Regions from separate parts of the Hordeum vulgare genome. Here region 2 is linked to region 1. Evidence: chromatin contacts called from public HiChIP or PLAC-seq data. All regions are on one chromosome and are shown on one strand. Each heading gives the region's core, a stretch centred on a gene start, on an enhancer-like site or on the middle of the called end of the contact. The rest is flanking DNA. Distances are from core to core; before and after follow the strand shown. Region 1 holds the start of LOC123448346 (protein phosphatase 2C 50-like). Region 2 holds the start of LOC123417389 (cytochrome P450 89A2-like).

The links. HiChIP or PLAC-seq counts read pairs in DNA pulled down with a chosen protein or histone mark.
Region 2: an H3K4me3 HiChIP or PLAC-seq map of embryo shows a contact between it and region 1, with 7 times the contacts expected there. The contact joins the promoter of LOC123417389 here to the promoter of LOC123448346 in region 1. A contact is called at or near these places in 1 of 6 Hi-C or Micro-C datasets (leaf) and 1 of 1 datasets of contacts at active chromatin or transcription factors (embryo).

Annotation. Positions count from the first base shown.
Region 1 is chr1H:487,126,092-487,128,791 of MorexV3_pseudomolecules_assembly, forward strand. It overlaps LOC123448346 (protein phosphatase 2C 50-like), which reads left to right and starts at 1,257. Exons shown (of 4, transcript XM_045125185.1): 1 at 1,257-1,871; 2 at 1,962-2,300; 3 at 2,391-2,496. The coding sequence starts at 1,503.
Region 2 is chr1H:487,476,919-487,479,661 of MorexV3_pseudomolecules_assembly, forward strand. LOC123417389 (cytochrome P450 89A2-like) reads left to right here and starts at 1,390. Exons shown (of 1, transcript XM_045106897.1): 1 at 1,390-2,743. The coding sequence starts at 1,390.

The DNA of each region.
Region 1 (2,700 bases), core at 7-2,506:
CTGCGAGGGGAAAGAAAATAAATGGCGACGGACGGACACGTGGTGCTCTGCTCCACAGGCTTTGATTAGGCGTGGGGCCCTGCTGGGTAGTAGCAGTACTGTTCTTTAATTCGTTCCATTTATTTTGTCTGCTCGTGTCGCCCATCCCGAAATGGCCGCCGTGTCATCAACATCGGAGGATACGCTCGGATTTTGAGTATCCGCGGCTTTTTCATTTAAAATCCATGCTTCAAATAATTTATTTCCTCCACGTCCTCCTGAAACTTGTAAGTGTTTTTTTTTTCAATGATGCCAAGCATAGGACAGTTTTAATCCCGTGTGATTTGGAATAGCATATGCTAATTGTAATGTAACTATCTCAGTGTTGTTTTTTCAATGATGCCAAGCATAGGATAATTTTAATCCCGTGTGACTTGGAATAGCATATGCTAATTGTAATTGTAATTGTAATTCAAAAGGGTTTGTTGTTTTCCATGTTAAGAAAAGAGAGAGAGAAAGGGTTTGTTGGGTTGGAGGGCCAAAAAAAAACACAAAAACAATACACAACAAGATAGCCGTCATCAATAATTTGAGTTTTTCGAAACAGACAACTGATGCGGGAGAGAATAAATGTCGTTCCTCGCACACCGCACCGGTCGCCTGTGTCGTAAGGCTACGGGTTCCTCGCCCCTTCCCCCTTAACTGAAGGAGCCCACGTGTGTGGTTTTCGCACGATGCGCCTGCATGGCCCATGCATTGCTGACGATAAGCCGAGACCTCGAGCTACACTATGGCTCCGACTGATCGGCCAGCACAACACGATGCAAATTGAACGGAGGCCATTTTGCTCCGCCGTCTTAGGAACCCGACCGGGTGGAGCATCGACAAGGGCTGCAATTTTCACGAGCAGAGCATATGCTTGTATCAAGCCATTTCCAAAACCCAGTCCATGTGTTAGGCCTGCCACATTTCTTTTCACTATAAAACCATCCATTTCCCCTAGAGCACAAGAAAAAAAGCAAGTGACAAATGTTTGTTGTTTAAATGAAATAAAAAAAGCAAGTGACAAATCAGCACGGATTCTGAACAAGTGTACGTGAGGTGGGGTGGGGTGGCGTGGGCCGGGCCCGGGCGACAGGAAAATAATATCGGGAGCGGCCATGGCCACGCGGACCCCTCTGGCAGCAGACACACCGGACGGGAGGGACCGGTGAAGAAGACCTGCCCGGTACGGCGCGCCCGCTCCAATCCCCTCCCCCTTTCCCCTCCCCGGACACGCGCGCGCGCTCCACACCATCATCCATCCTCCTCGTCCTCCCCCCACCCTCCTCCCTCAGCTCCACCCACCATTCTACCCGCGCCTAGCAGCAGCCCAGCCCCTATAGCTGCCTCCCTCCCGGACCCCTCCGGCGCGGGTCTGTCTCTGGCCGCTTTCTTTCTTTCTTTCTCGGGCGAGTCGGCGGCCGCTGTCTTTCCTTTTTCGGTTCACGGGGCCGGCGGGCGGAGGTTCTGTAGCGTCCGGGATGGCGGCTGCTGCGGCGATCTGCGGGGAGGACGAGCCGGCGCCGCGCGATCCGGCCGCGGCGGCCGAGTGCGCGGCGGCGGGCGGCGGGGTCGAGCGGCTGGATCTCGGGGACGGGCGGGCGGCGCTCGTGGCGGGGGGCAAGAGGAGCGTCTACCTCATGGAGTGCGAGCCGGTGTGGGGCTGCGTCGCCACGCCGGGACGCGGCGGGGAGATGGAGGACGCCTGCGCCGCCGTGCCCCGCTTCGCCGACGTGCCCGTGCGCCTGCTCGCCCGGCGCCAAGACCTCGACGGGCTCGGGCTCGACGCCGACGCGCTCCGCCTCCCCTCCCACCTCTTCGCCGTCTTCGACGGCCACGGCGGCTCCGAGGTATGCATATGCCGGGGCTGGAAGCCCCCCTCCCCTCCCATCGGATTCGTCGCCGCGAGCCCCGTGATCTGACGATCTGTCGTCGAGCAGGTGTCCAACTACTGCCGGGAGAGGCTCCACGTCGTGCTGAGCAAGGAGCTGAGGAGGCCCCCCAAGGATCTGGGGGAGATGAGCGATGTGGACATGAAGGAGCACTGGGACGACCTCTTCACCAAGTGTTTCCAGACAGTGGATGACGAGGTGTCGGGGCTTGCAAGCAGGCTTGTCGACGGTGAGCCCCGGTTAGAGCCGATCGCCGCGGAGAACGTGGGGTCGACGGCGGTTGCAGTGGTGGTCTGCTCCTCTCATGTAGTGGTGGCCAATTGTGGCGATTCACGCATCGTGCTCTCGCGCGGGAAGGAGCCTGTTGCTCTCTCAATTGATCAGAAGGTATACAAAGGTTTTGTGAGCATCATAGTATAGGTACAGCATCCACTTTTTTGGGTTAAATTCTGACTATGTTATGCCTTGTTGTTTCAGCCTGACAGGAAGGATGAGCGCGCGAGGATTGAGGCTGCGGGAGGCAAGGTCATCCAATGGAATGGACACCGAGTGTCCGGGATACTTGCTATGTCACGATCCATTGGTATGCAGCTATATTTATCTTGCACCATGTGTTGCTATTTTTCATACGACACGCATCATAGTATGGACCATGTGGTTGAGTTTGAAATTGTAGTCATAGCAACATCAAAGCATGGCGCAAAATTACTTGGTCCGGTGCGATAGGGGTAAATGTTTTGGCGCGCTGCTGCTTTGTTTGAAATCCAGGAAAGTAGCTGTGCTTGAG
Region 2 (2,743 bases), core at 140-2,639, 350 kb after region 1:
ATGTTCTAACTTTGTTCGGTATTTGGAATTCAGAGACTAATATGATGAATTGTATTCGGAGACTAATCTTCTATTGTATTCGATAAATATGATGTTTATATGTTGTGTTGTTTATATTTTGTGATGTAATGTATTTTGTAACCTGTGCAAATATCAGAAAAGCAAAAAATATAATTTCTAATATTCATAGTAGTGACGCACCATATTGCACTTTAGTGGCGCACATGAATAAACACATGAGTGGCGCATAACCCAGAGCACAAGATACACATGGCCCCTTAGAGTAACAACAGTGGCGCACTTCTGGGACAGTAATAACGCACCAGGTGATGCGCCACTATTATGTAAATTAACAGTGGCGCATCAGGCGTGCGCCATTACTATTTATTAGTAGTGGCGCACCTATAGTGCGCAATTAATAGCCAAAATAGGTGTGTCACTAACAACCTTTTTTCTAGTAGTGTATAATTTATTTTTATAATTCATATTGTCATAATTTATTGTAGTTTCAAACAAGGCCTTAAATGGACTAAATTCAGGCGTTTGGGTGTGATGTTGGAGTTGGCCTAATTTCGTATGTGAGCTTCTATGTAAAACGTGCAAGTAACCTGCTTCCGTGTGTCTATCATGTCTATATACATAGACTCAAGGCTATGAGCTAACAAACAGACTCGATCGATATTTTCTACATGTACAATAGTTGATAAGATGATGTTATCTTAAATCTTACATGTAATTTAAAGATGACAAAAGAAATGTCTTATAATAGATCATCTCTTAGCCTTATCTTTAATAACTAGTTATTCCTAAAAACATGGCGAGACATATTGTGTTAAGAGATCATCTTTTGTTCTCTCTAAACCTTATTTTATGAGTTCTCTCCAAAATAAGAGAAGACAAACCTTATTTTATGAGTTCTCTCCAAAATAAGAGAAGACAAACCTTATTTTATGAGTCCTATAGCATCACTACATGCCCACAAAACGGAACACCAAACCTACTAAGGACATGTCTAACTAGCACAGCCACATGTTTTTTTTTTTTGTGTGTGTGTGTGTTTTTGCGATGAAGCATAGCCACACGGTCGCAACTCACTATGTGACAAGCAGCCTATTAGCACACCTAGCCGAACAACACCCGCCCAATGTAATCATTGGTGCCCTAACTTGACACGCATGCAAGCTTCCTAACTACTCCTCCACATAGTGATCGCTAACGCTAAATGTAACACCATGTGCAACCGTGATTTTTAACACATTTACAAACTCGAGATTGTCCGAACAACTACGTTGCTTAGGATACTCAGGATCTCACACGCAAGTGAAAGGAGATCTATAAAAATGGCAGCCACTTAGCCGACATTGGTCCACAGCCAGCTACAGCAGCACCATGGCAACGTTTCACTTCTTCCTCATTACGAGTACGATCCTCTCGGCGCTCGTTTTACTCCTCCGTTTCCGCCCTGTGCAGGGCGATGGCAAGCGCCTCCCGCCTGGCCCGTCGTCCCTGCTTTTGCTATTCAGCACTGCGTGGCTAGGGCTGACGAGCTCGCCGGCCGAGGCAGAGCCCGTGCTCCAACGGCTGTTCAGGCGCTATGGCCCCATCATGTCGCTGCGAGTGGGGTCAAGGCTGGCCATCTTCGTCGCCGACCGACGCCTTGCACACACGGCGCTCGTCCAGCGCGGGGCCGCCCTGGCCGACCGCCCCAGCTTCGCAACGGCCAGGATCCTCGGTGCGGACGACAATTACTCCGTGACCCGCGCCGGCTACGGGCCGGTGTGGCGCCTACTGCGTCGCAACCTCGTCGCCGAGACGCTGCACCCGTCACGTGCCCACCAGTTCACGCATGCACGCTTTTGGGCCCGCCGCGTGCTCGTCGAGAAGCTGCGGCGCCAGGCCGACGACGGCGGGGCGCCTGCCCCGGTCACGGCCACGTTCCAATACGCCGTGTTCTACCTCCTCTTGACCATCTGCTTCGGCGAGAGGCTTGACGAGAACGTGGTGCGCACCATCACCGCCGCACAGAACGACCAGGTGCGATACATGTTCAGCAAAATGTCCGTCTTCGCCTTCGTCCCATCGGTCGCCGAGCACCTCTTCTCCGGACGCATCCGGAAAATGCTTTCCCTGCGGCGGCGGCAGAAGGAGCTCTTCCTACCGCTGATCGACGCGCGTCGGAACGGCGAGCGCGAGCCGAGGCAGAGCAAATCGGAAACCACGTTGGAGCACTCGTACGTGGACACGCTGTTCGACGTCAGGCTCCCGCAGGAGGGGAACCGCCCACTCACCGACGACGAGATAGTCAACCTCTGCTCAGAGTTCCTCACCGCAGGGGCTGACACCACCTCCACCGCACTGACGTGGATTATGGCCGAGCTGGTAAAAAACAAGGCCATCCAGGAGAGGCTCTACGAGGAAATCAAAGCCTGGACAAAGGACGACCGTGAAGAGGTCTCCGAGGAAGACATTCAGAGCATGCCTTACCTCAAGGCGGTGGTTCTCGAGGGCTTGCGGAAGCACCCGCCTGTGCACTTCGTGCTGCCGCACATGGCAGCGGAGGACGTGGAGGTTGGCGGGTACCTCGTCCCCAAGGGTTCCACAGTGAACTTCATGGTGGCCGAGATGGGTAGGGACGAGCAGGAGTGGGAGAAGCCCATGGAGTTCATTCCAGAGCGATTCCTGGCTGGCGGCAAAGGGGTGGACGTGACTGGCAACACGGGGATCAAAATGATGTCGTTCGGCG